2 separate regions of the Rattus norvegicus genome follow, and region 2 is linked to region 1. Evidence: chromatin contacts called from public Hi-C data. All regions are on one chromosome and are shown on one strand. Each heading gives the region's core, a stretch centred on a gene start, on an enhancer-like site or on the middle of the called end of the contact. The rest is flanking DNA. Distances are from core to core; before and after follow the strand shown. Region 1 overlaps Crim1 (cysteine rich transmembrane BMP regulator 1). Region 2 holds the start of Crim1 (cysteine rich transmembrane BMP regulator 1).

Region 1 (5,318 bases), core at 649-3,148:
TGTGAGCAGGCATCTTAGAGATATAAAGACAAAGTCACAATTTGGCTAAAGTGTGGATAATCAACTCGAAACAAACAAACAAACAAACAAACAAACAAACAAACAAACAAACATCAAATACAACAACAGAAAGCCTCACAAAACCTAGACCAATAGTCCAACCCCTGACCTGGAGTGCATGCTGGGAACATCTGAGAGGCTGACATGTTGACTGATGCTACTTTTTACCAACTTGGCAGCCACTGAAGGACATCCAGAGACAGAAAGAAACTTACTTCAGGAGACCCTCCTTTTTCTTCAGCCTGCCCCTATCAAACTTGCATGAGATTTTATTTATTTTTATTCCGATAAAGCACAGACCACATTCTACTAAGCCTTTGAGGCCATCTCCCGGGGACTGTTCCCTGTTTCCCATCACAGCCCTCATGATACGAACTAATTCTGGCCTTGTAAGGCGCGCTGTAGAATGTTCCTGGAAACAGCCTAAAACAGGACCGTCCTAAATGGGGACAGAGGCCTGAATTATTAAAACCAAGTTGTACTGATCACTGTCTACCTCGAAGATTCTTTCTCTAGACAAGTTATCTTGCTCTATTTATCTGTAGCCACGCTGGAGGAAACACCTGCACCTGTTTCAGTCCACGCCTCTAAGCCTCTAAGTAGGTGAATGGGTATGCTTTTAAAGAAAGGAGTCAGGAGCTGTACTTACAGGTAAGTATTATTAATAAAACGAACCCACTTCCAATGGCTAGATGCCTGTGCTGAAATGCAGCTCATGCTAAAAATCCCATCTGGAACCTGTCCTCAGCCACTTTACCGAGCAAATTACTGAGTCACCGGAAAGACAAAGGACCTTTATTTTACCGTCACTTTTCAGTTTTTCTGAACAGTTTTACCGAGCAAGATCACCTGTTCTTTTCCCCCCAGATGCGGACATGGATGGCTTTGGCTATTTCCCGAAAGCCTAGTAAATCTTCAGAGTCAGGGTCCAGAAAGCAGAGGGCAGTTTGCAGGATGTGCAAGGGTTCAAGTCTCAGAAAAGCAGCAGCAAACAGACAAACTCAAACCAACCAACCTTGGCATTGTAACTCCTGGAACACGCGCCCGGGTTGCTTGCATAATTCGTTTAAAAAGGAGGAACACTTGACTAGATAAGTGCTACTCTGCTCAAAGGTAATTTCACTAAATAAGCAGGCCTCGCAGTCTCAACAGCCGTAAGGAAACACAAGCCCAGGGACAGTGCCACTAGGTGCTTTCAATAGAGGTGTGCCAAGGACAGTTCTTTCCTGAGAACCGAGGCGTACAGAAGTGGCAGGTGAAGGTGAGGGCTTTAATCACAAGAAGGTCAGATGATGCTTTTGCTAGCGTGTTACTAGTAACCATGGTTACTAGTTAAAATGTCAAATCCCCTTTTGTTGACAACAGCTCAAAGGGAGCCGGTTCTGTTCCTGACTGAGCCTTTACTGTAAGGGGTAGGGATTCTCTCAGAGAATCCAAGCCTTTTCTGAAGGGCAGGCCTCCTAATAACCTTCATTAACTTCTGTTTGGTTGCCTAAGAGTTGTCTCTTATCCAAAAGCAGTTGAAACACAGGCTCAAAAGAGATCGTGTTTATTTAAGCTTGTTGGAAAAACATTCCTATCATTTCAAGAATGACTAAATATTTTTCATTCACATAGTTCGCATTCCAGACGATGCTTTCCTGCCTCTGTTGATTACATGAAAATTAGCAGGCCGGGTCTGATCAATTATTATCTTACCCAGGAAGACCACGAGGCTCTTAGCAATAATACCGTTTAAGGTATGGGAGGTGGACGGGAGGGACAGACACAGAGGAGTTCATCTCTGCGTGCTGCTTCAGCCAGGAAACATTCAACAGCCACAACTCCTGGGTCTGGGAACTTAGAGGCAGAGCCTCTCTGCATCAGCTCTGAGCAAATCTGAGTAGTTCAGGCACTGAGCAGTTGGGGAGTTTAAGGATCACAGTCATTTGTGTCCGCAAAGCTTTGATCACCCCGGTACTTTTATTCAAATCAAGTGCAAAGTGGAAGGCACAAGGGTGTAGGTGTGGGACAGCAGCCGCCTGGCTGGGAGCAAGAATAAACATCTCTTGCCAGCTAAATGGCTTCTGCACATGTTGGTTCACACCTGCTTAGCTCCTGTTATATGTGGAAGATCTAACAACTAGAGAGCCATTTGCGGGATGTGCGTAATATATCCACGCATAGCTGTGGAAAGAAAAATCATAACATTTGACACACACACTTAGTGTGATGGGGAGGGCCTTTTACATCCATTTCATCTACATTTGAACACCAGTTTAAATATCTCAAGATATTTTACATGATCAGAGATAAAAACCAAAAGTACCAAAGAGCTCGTGACTGAAGTGCTCTGGCCCTTAGGTTTAAGACCTCAGGGTAATATGCGGTCATTTGGCATCCAACGTCTGACCTTATTTGGACAGGCAGAAAAATAGACTGAGTTATATTTTAATTTCCATTTATGGTGTGTATTTCCAGGACATTCAGAGTTAAAAAAGATGAAACAGCGTGCCTAACAGTCTTGAGGATATTACAAATATTATATTATTCTTGGCTTACTAATCGCAGCGTTGATGGCACTGAAGCACTGCCACCCATGGATGGAGTTTTGATTCCCTGCAATGTAGCAGAATGTTAATGACATGTGACTCTGTGGCATCTCTGACTTCACTGCCCTTCTGGGGGGGGGGTCAGTCCAACTATCCGTCACTCCCCACTACTGAAGCAGCAGCTTTAATCAACTGAGATACTGTGTGGCCAGGAACGCTATGGCCAAGGCGGGGCTGGAAACATTTATTTTTTTTCTTGTTTCAAGGAATTCCCACCCAGATATGTGCCTGGTACAGAATTTTTCTGGCAAGCCGGTTGAAATCTCACTGGAAGGGCAGCTTGACTCAAACTCTATCATCAGCACTCACTAGCATGAACGCACCACTCCTGCAGACAGTGAGGGGTGAGGTTGAAGAGGACACAGACAGCTTACAGACCTCCAATGAGTCGGAGGAGCATGGCGTGGGGTTTCTGATGCTGAGGTGAAGTGCCTGGCTAACTCTGTACAGGTAAAGACAAGCCTAATATCTGATCCTCAGTGTCCCAGCGAAACCCTGAGCCCTTGAGAAAGACCTCCAAGAATGCCAGGAGGTAATGAAAATACAGTTGGTTTTCTGGCTTAAACACATTCCATCGTAAATCCAGAGCATTGGGTGGGGGTGGGGTGGTGGGCCTATACAGTGTGTGTTTCCTATTCTATAAGAGTTTATTAAGTCCAGGTGATCAGAATTACAGGGTCTGTGTGACACCCAGCAGTCTGATAACAGTTCTACAAGCAAGACTGTTTGAACTTACTGCACGAAAAGTAATCACAAGACAGAATAATAAGACGGGCCCCTCATGTAGTCAACTTTGGACACCTATGAATAGCTTCGACAACCTGATCTGAGACAAAAACTGAATTTTGCTTTGGTATCGGAGAAAAACAAAGAATGTAGAGGGGAGGAAATTCCCTCACTGGCAGTTGGAATGGCACTGTGAACAACCACCTTCTACAGTGTGACCTCAGTTCTTACTTCTTGGAAAGCAACAGACTCTGGAGTTGGCTCCAAAATCCTCAAGGTCGCTGGAATCATCACTTTGTCCCCACAGGATAGACTTCATGAGCCAGGAGAAAACTCAGGTCATAGCGCTCACCCGGGCGAGCCAACTACCACCCAAAGTGAGACGGCAGACACGGGCTGACGGTAATGCTTCCAGTCACCCTGTAATTCTTATCTCTTGTACTGGGCGTCACCGGGAAGCTATCTTCTTTCTTATTCAGTAAGTGTATCGCAATCTTAGCGTCAAGTTTCCTTCGATGCTTTGGTTTACCTTCAATTAAAAACGTTTTCTGTTTTATTTTTCTTTAAAGAAAATTTCACCCTGTCCTTAGGTTCTGCATGACATTAACAATCGGCTGAGGCGGCTTATGTATGTGACAGGATGAGAAGGAAATTCCCGAATTATTAAAAAAAAAATGCCTAGTGTGGCATAAAGGTATCACTCGTGCCTGTGTAAATACGTGAGTAACACTACAGTGAGATATCAGCACGTACACAGTGTGCCTCGAGAGGAAAATATATCAAATGGGGCGCTTGACTTTGGCTCTTGAGCCTGGGGACACCTCAATGAAACTTTGAAACTGGTCCCTAGGAGGTGAGCCAGGAGAGAAGCAACTGCAGGCTACACACCAGTCCTGGAAGGCCTAACAGGCGACCAGTGGGATGGAGCCTACAGCAGTGTGCTTAGCATAGCCCCCAAGTATGCACAGGGAAGCAGGCAGGCCCAAACCACCTGAAGCAATGGGCCCCCTGCTTCAGACATAGGTGACATTGCCTTCTGACTCCAAACAAGCATCCCAAAGTTGTTCCTCCTTCAACTGGTCGGGGGAGGGAGGGCAGCTAAGCCACTCCATTCTCTCGCTCCTTCCTTCCTGCCCGTTTGTTCATTCATCATTCATCTACTCACATAAAGTCATCACATAATAATTCAAAAGGACACAGGGAATTCCTGGCCCGCCAGGGATGTGGCCTCTCTCTGGGGTGCAGTGTACTGTCTGAGGAAGTGTGTGTGTGCAAAGTCCAGAGGCTGGGCTTTGAGGGCACAGGGTTGCTTATGTGCCTGCTGTGAGGCCTAGAGCGAGTTAACCCCCAGGCCATGTATTCTGTGACAGTAAGTTGGAATCCTAGCACCCGCAGGAAGGGTTCTCTCGGGATCAGATGTGCTGCTCTCACTGTATGCAGGCCTGGTGTGTGGTGGGTGGGCAAGTACTGTTAGTTACTGTTATGGAGGACTGCAGGAAAGATGAGGCCTATTCCCCTTGCCCTTCCCATTTAAAAAGTTAGATTTTAAAAAGATAGGGGCAAGGCTCTTCATGCATGTACTTAAACTGCAAACCTCATATTCATTCCATGCGCTTCTGCCTTAGTTCTTTTTGAGTGGAATTCAAACTGACAAGAATAGCCAGGTGTGATGGTGCACACCTTCAATCTCAGAGACGAAGGCAGGTGGACGTCTGGGTTGGAGGGCAGCCTGGTTTAAAGAGTGAGTTCCAGAAAGATAGCCAGTAGGGCTACACAGGAAAACCCCATGTTAAACCAAACCAAACCAACCCAATCCAATCCAATCCAAACCAATCCAAACCAATCCAAATCAAACCAATCCAAACCAATCCAAATCAAACCAATCCAAACCAATCCAATCCAATCCAGTCCAATCCAATCCAAACCAATCCAATCCAAACC
Region 2 (5,567 bases), core at 3,007-5,506, 130 kb after region 1:
GCACTGTCCTAAGACAAAAGGCTGGCGGTGCCTCTTCACCTTGCCCACCCCAAGTGAAGCCTGAAGCATAAGGCCTCTCTCCCACAGTTCCAAATGTAGTCCTCGCTGTCCAATCAAAACATTCTTTCTACACAATCTCACTTCATTAGTTTTAAAACTCAGATCCCTTAAAGAGATCTCCCATCCAGACTCCCTCCCAGGTTTAGAAGCCAAACTTGGTCTTTTGGAATGGTAGGTGATTTCCCTGGAGACAGACGCCTGTCCAAGAAAACAGTCCAGCTAAGATTCTGCAAACGGCCAACAGGAAGGCTCGCTAGATGCATGGAAACAGGAAAGGGAATTGCTGCCTCTGGAGGGCCAGTGCCTCCTGGCCCTTTTTAAGACTGAGAGAGGAGAAAAAACTCTGGGTAACCGGCTCCATTTTCGATCCTATAGGCAGGCGCTAACTTGGGTTTTTTGGGTTTTTTTGTGTTTTTTTTTTTTTTTTTTTTTTTAAATAATGGTCTCAACGCAGAGAAGAGATCCTAGTGAACATGCCACTTGATTCACAATCCCATTCCTTTGGAAATTAATTTTTCTTCTTCGGGGTTCTTCTTATGACTAGGATGGTTCCTGTATTTTTAGGGGTCACTGTGCCATAAAATCCTGAAGAAAAGGGGCCCATTTGGGTTGCTGGCCCAACTCATTCAGTGAACTTAAAACACCACTCCCTTGCCCCCAAAAAAGTCAGTATGGGAAGGACAAACATTTCTGCAAGTTGGCAAACAGTAACATACGTTCGTACTTAAGTCGTGTCTTCAAAAGCAGGTGGATTGGTCCTATTTTACACCGTGAAATATGTTTTCTCAGGGTAGCCAACTAAAAAAGCTTTCAAAAGACTTTTCATTAACAGATACAACCAGTAGGGGTCATTTCAGTGCAAAAAATGCAGCACAAGAGATTTTTCTACATGAATAAAATAGATCCACTTCTATTCGTGTGTTATGATAACAATACACACGAATTTCTGAATCAAAATGGAAACCGAGGGAAGTACTGGCCATTGAGAAATTTTATGCAAAGTTCCTGGAGAAGGAAAAAGAAAAACTGGGGGGCAGCTTCTAGACAATCAGTGACTCCTGAAGACTCCTCTAATGCTGAAAAGGGGTCCACGCGTTTTATATTAATGTGAAAATATCTGAAATTTTAGACAGTTGAAGACCTCTCCAAAGGTAAGCATTACATCGTGCCAGAAAATGCTGTCCTTTTACCTTAGTTTCGAGGCTTTAAGATCTATTTCACTGCTGCTTTTAGTGAAGGAAGAAGGGAGAGAGGAAGGAAAAGTCAAGGAAGGAAGGAGAGAGGGAGGAGGGAGGGAGGGAGGGAGGGAGGGAGGGAGAGAGGGAGGGAGGGAGGGGGTAGCGGGATGTGCCCATAGCATCCAGCTGAAAACAGGCCTGCTCACTGAAATGTGTTTCCAGAGAGCACTAATTGAAATACACTCATGTCAAGAAACACTTCCAAGCATTTTCAAGGCCAATGCTTTGGGCACCTGGTGTTACCAGGAGAAAGGCAGGCGTGAGGGATGCATCATTTCAGAAGAATGACAGGCTCCTTAACAAACTGCCAAAAGCATGTAGCGCCGTGACACGGGGCGTTGCTGCCAAAACACTTGATTGCTACAAATGTTCCCCCAAGCATCCCCTTCACCAGAAACACGTGAAAAAACAAACAAGGGTCACCCTCCTCAGAGCCTCCCAAAGCCCTTCCTGCTGCCCCACAGTCTCCATTGCCTTTAACCACGGCCTCCTAGTTCTTAAAGATCTGTAGGAGGCTGGTCAAGTTATGTACACCACATAGCAGGATTCACAGGAACACATTTTAGCCTAAGTTATTCAGAAGGCCTAAACTCAAAAACACGTGAAATTCTGTCAGTCTGTCTGATGACCATTTTCCCTGCGTTGAGGAAACCAGGAGGGGTCTTTTTGTGTCAGGGAAATGTGGGGTCTTGCGGGCACTATCCTAAAGGAGCAGGGCCCTGCACTCATTACTGCCCCCTAGCTTCCAAACCAGGAAGGCCTCCCTGATTTCCCACAACTGTCCAAAACCTTAAAACCACAGGTAAAAATACATGCATGTGTGTTTAAAGAGTTACCACAGCACTGGAGTCATTTAATACACCCACCTTTGTCCTTTCCAGCTCTCAGCTCAATAAATAATCGCGCGCGCGTGGACACACACACACACACACACACACACACACACACACACGAGAGGATGCTTCACGATAAACCCGTGTCCCAGGGGCTGACTGACAGCAGTAAAGGCAGAGTGCAGTTGTCCTTTCTTGCAAGTGAGACCTGATCCCTGGCAAGATACCGGGAGCAGCATCGAGGGCCCAATGTTTGATCTCTAAGTAGGCAGGGACCCACTTTTAACAGACAATCCAGCCCATTGTCAAAATAAAAGAACTCACTATTTCTCTCTAGACCTTAAACGTAATCGGGCACCTTGAGGCAGAAGTAGAGCCATGTGCAGATAGATGGAGGCCCACTCGGCCCAACAGTGCTTCCGAAACAGGGAGGCTCCACTATCAAAGCCCCCACCCTCAGTACATCTACACACACCGCGGTGCACGATGCACCACAGTGAAGCAAACAGTGCAGAATCTACTGTCAAACAAACAAAAAGACATCAGCCCTAGCTCTAGAAACCCGCGGATATTGGCCCTTGAAAGGAAACCTCTTGTAGTGAACCATAACTTTTCAACCCAGGTGCAGCTCCCCACCCCACTCCCTTTAGCCACCCAGAAGAGTAAGCCTTTGACCGTTTCCAATAGGCAAATAAATGAGTAATCACCATGTGTAACTTCGCCTGGACTGACATATTCCCGAGCTGAAACTGATTTATTACGCGAAGGAGGAAAAGGAGGTGAAGGAAGAGCGCAAAGAAAAAACAAGAGTCATATAGGGAGTGCAGGCTAGAGCACAGGTCTACTCCGCTATCAGAAGCCGGCAGCGCGGACTGCGTACGCCCTCGGTGCCACACTGCGCTATGCGGGCAGGGCGGCAGGGGCGGACTCCCCGAGGGTCTCGCGCGTGCCAGACTCCGCAGTGTTTCCCCGCACAGGGCACCCCTGATTGGGGCGAGAAAGAGCCACCCAGCGTAAGCCCGAATCACCGCACCTGTGTGTGTGTGTGTGTGTGTGTGTGTGTGTGTGTGTGTGTGTGTGTGTCTATGCGGGTTCAGAGGAGCTCACCCACGCAGCCCAACCTCGCCTGTCCCTGAGCAGGCATCTAGGGCACCCTCCCGGGGACAGCGACGATCCCTCTTCCCCGGGATCCCCCTCTCCTCTGGGAAAAGTCTCAAGCAAACTTTGTTCCGTGCCGGCCAGGTGGGAGGGGGAGCGCATCAGGGCAGCCTTACCTTCGCAGACGCCCACTTCATACTCGGTGATGGAGTCGCCATTGAGCGGGGGGCGGATGACACAGCGCAGCCCCCGGTCGCAGGCTCCATGGAGCCCATAGGCTCCACCGCAGCTCTCGTTCCTCTGGCGGGCGCACATGTAGCAGCAGCCGCAGACGCCCTGCACGATGCTTCCCGGGCAGCTCCGAGGCTCCTCGCACTTGGACTCGTCACAGGGCAGGCAGACCAGCGCCCGGGTGCCTGAGCGCGCCAGCAGCAGCAGCAGCCCCAGCAGCGAGACCGAGAGGTGCCCGCAGCCGGCCAGCCCCCTGCCCCCCGCCACCAAGTACATCCTCCTGTGCCGCCGCCTCCTCCTCGCAGCCGGGCCGGGAGCGGGGCGGGCGCCCTCCCCTGCGCGGGGCACACGCGCCGCCGCCGCACCCGCAGCCCGCGGTCCTCGTGCCCCACTAGGGGCCCCCGGGGCGCTCCTCCCCTCTCGGGGCGAGGCCCCCGCCGCCCCTGCGGGCCGCGCCGACCCGGAGCCCACGAGCGTTGGCGCCAGCGGCAGCAGTGGCGGGTGGCTTCCCCTCCTCCTCCTTTTCCTCCCGGGCGGGAGGGGAAAAAGAGGAAAAAAAGTTTCCTCGCGGCAGCTCCGGTTCAACCCAAACTTCTGGCGGCGGCGGTGGCTGCGCACCGCTCCGAAGCAGGGCTGGTGGCTCCTTCTGGTCCTCCGCGCTGCTCCTGATCGCCGGGGAAAGACGACGGCAGCGCAGCCTCCGGGCCGGTCCCCGCCTCCCGAGCCGCCGAGTGGGCGCGGTGGCTCAGCAGAAGGTCCGTGGCGTCCGTTCCTTGCGCCCGGCTCGGCTCTCTCCCGCGCCGCTCCTCCGGGCGCTTGTTTATGGCTGGAGCCTCCGCTGCTCCGGCTGCGCCCTCCCCCATCCTACCTCATCCCCCCCCCCCCGCCCTCCCCGCGCCGCGCGCTGCTCATTGGCTGCCCCCCCACCCTCGGGCCGGCCAGCCCCCTCCCCTCCCCCTCGCCTCCCTCCGGGGCTGCCCCGGCCCTTCCTCCCTCCACGCCTCCTCCTCCTCCCCCTCTCCTTCCTCCGCAGCCCAGCATACCAAGCCGGCCCTGCTGCCGATCATCCGGGCTCGGGCCCCAGCCCCGCGAGCGCGCTGCGGCCGGGGATCCGAGACAGTCGTAGCGACGCGATCCCCCGCCGACACCGGGCCACCAGGGCTAGCTTTGGAGCACCGGGGGCGGGACGGCTGCACCTCGGGGTGGTAGTTTTGAGTTGAGAGAGTGGCGGGGATCCTAGCGAGAGCTGTTGCTGCAGCCTAGGCTGGGCACTGGCCGGATCGAAGCCCAGGAAAGGGAAGCGAACGCGTGGAATTTCCGCAAACTGGACGAGAATCCATCTTCCACTGGAGCTGGGAATAGACTTTGTAAAAGATATTATGTAATGGAGTCTTGGGAACCTGGAGACTTCTCCAGCGAAACTGCTGGTGGGATTGAGTGCTTTAAATGGTCTAGGTAAACATTCTGAGCCGGGACAATGTTGGGAAGGGCTGCAGCTTGAATTGAATTTTAACGATCCACCTTCTGTATGTCTGTGTGGAGGTGCTGTATCATGGGAGGGGTGACTGGAAAGTAACAGAGCTTAATCCTCTCTGGAGTAAAGGCTCAATAGTGGATTACAAGTCTTGACATGACGCTAGGCTGGAAGCGCCTAGGCACCCTTACATGCCACCTGACAGTTTTATTTATTTTTTTTTTCAGGCTCGCGAGCTAAAGAGGAGGGTGCTTTCCCTCCTCCCATTATTCTTCTCTAAAACATTTATCACGAATGTATTAATAAGGAAGGCGGGTAGTAAAATATTCTTTGTTATAAGCCAAGAAACAACTGAAGAGGAACTGTACACGTGTGGAGGATTTCTCTTTAGTAGATTTCAGAGGAGATTCTCCCAGTGACAGCTCTGATCGCTCATCAGGAGAGAACCAGTGGTCCTTTCCTTGTTTCCTCCGTGCCCCCTTACACAATAACAGCCAAAAAATAAAAAAGTGACTAGGATCATATGTGAATACCAGCCTAGTGTTGGGGCAGGTGTGATGTGGGCTTGGCTGCCTGACATGGTCTTGCTGCAGATAGGTGGCAGCCAGTTAGATCAGGGGCATCATGACTAAT

What was found. Hi-C and Micro-C count contacts between places; a contact is called where the count stands out from the background.
Region 2: a Hi-C map of liver shows a contact between it and region 1, with 4 times the contacts expected there. The contact joins the promoter of Crim1 here to the enhancer-like site in region 1. A contact is called at or near these places in 2 of 12 Hi-C or Micro-C datasets (the A7r5 cell line and liver).

The regions. Positions count from the first base shown.
Region 1 is chr6:22,495,198-22,500,515 of GRCr8, forward strand. The region is part of intron 7 of Crim1 (cysteine rich transmembrane BMP regulator 1); the gene reads right to left. Among named protein-coding and RNA genes, the nearest start is that of Fez2, 91 kb to the left of the region's middle. Within about 2 kb of position 1,899, at least 23 of the 93 cell types and tissues checked have an H3K27ac peak or open chromatin away from gene starts, as enhancers often do. A contact at or near this core is called in the A7r5 cell line and liver, where this site is marked.
Region 2 is chr6:22,618,160-22,623,726 of GRCr8, forward strand. Crim1 (cysteine rich transmembrane BMP regulator 1) reads right to left here and starts at 4,257. Exons shown (of 17, transcript NM_001169103.1): 1 at 3,406-4,257. The coding sequence starts at 3,736.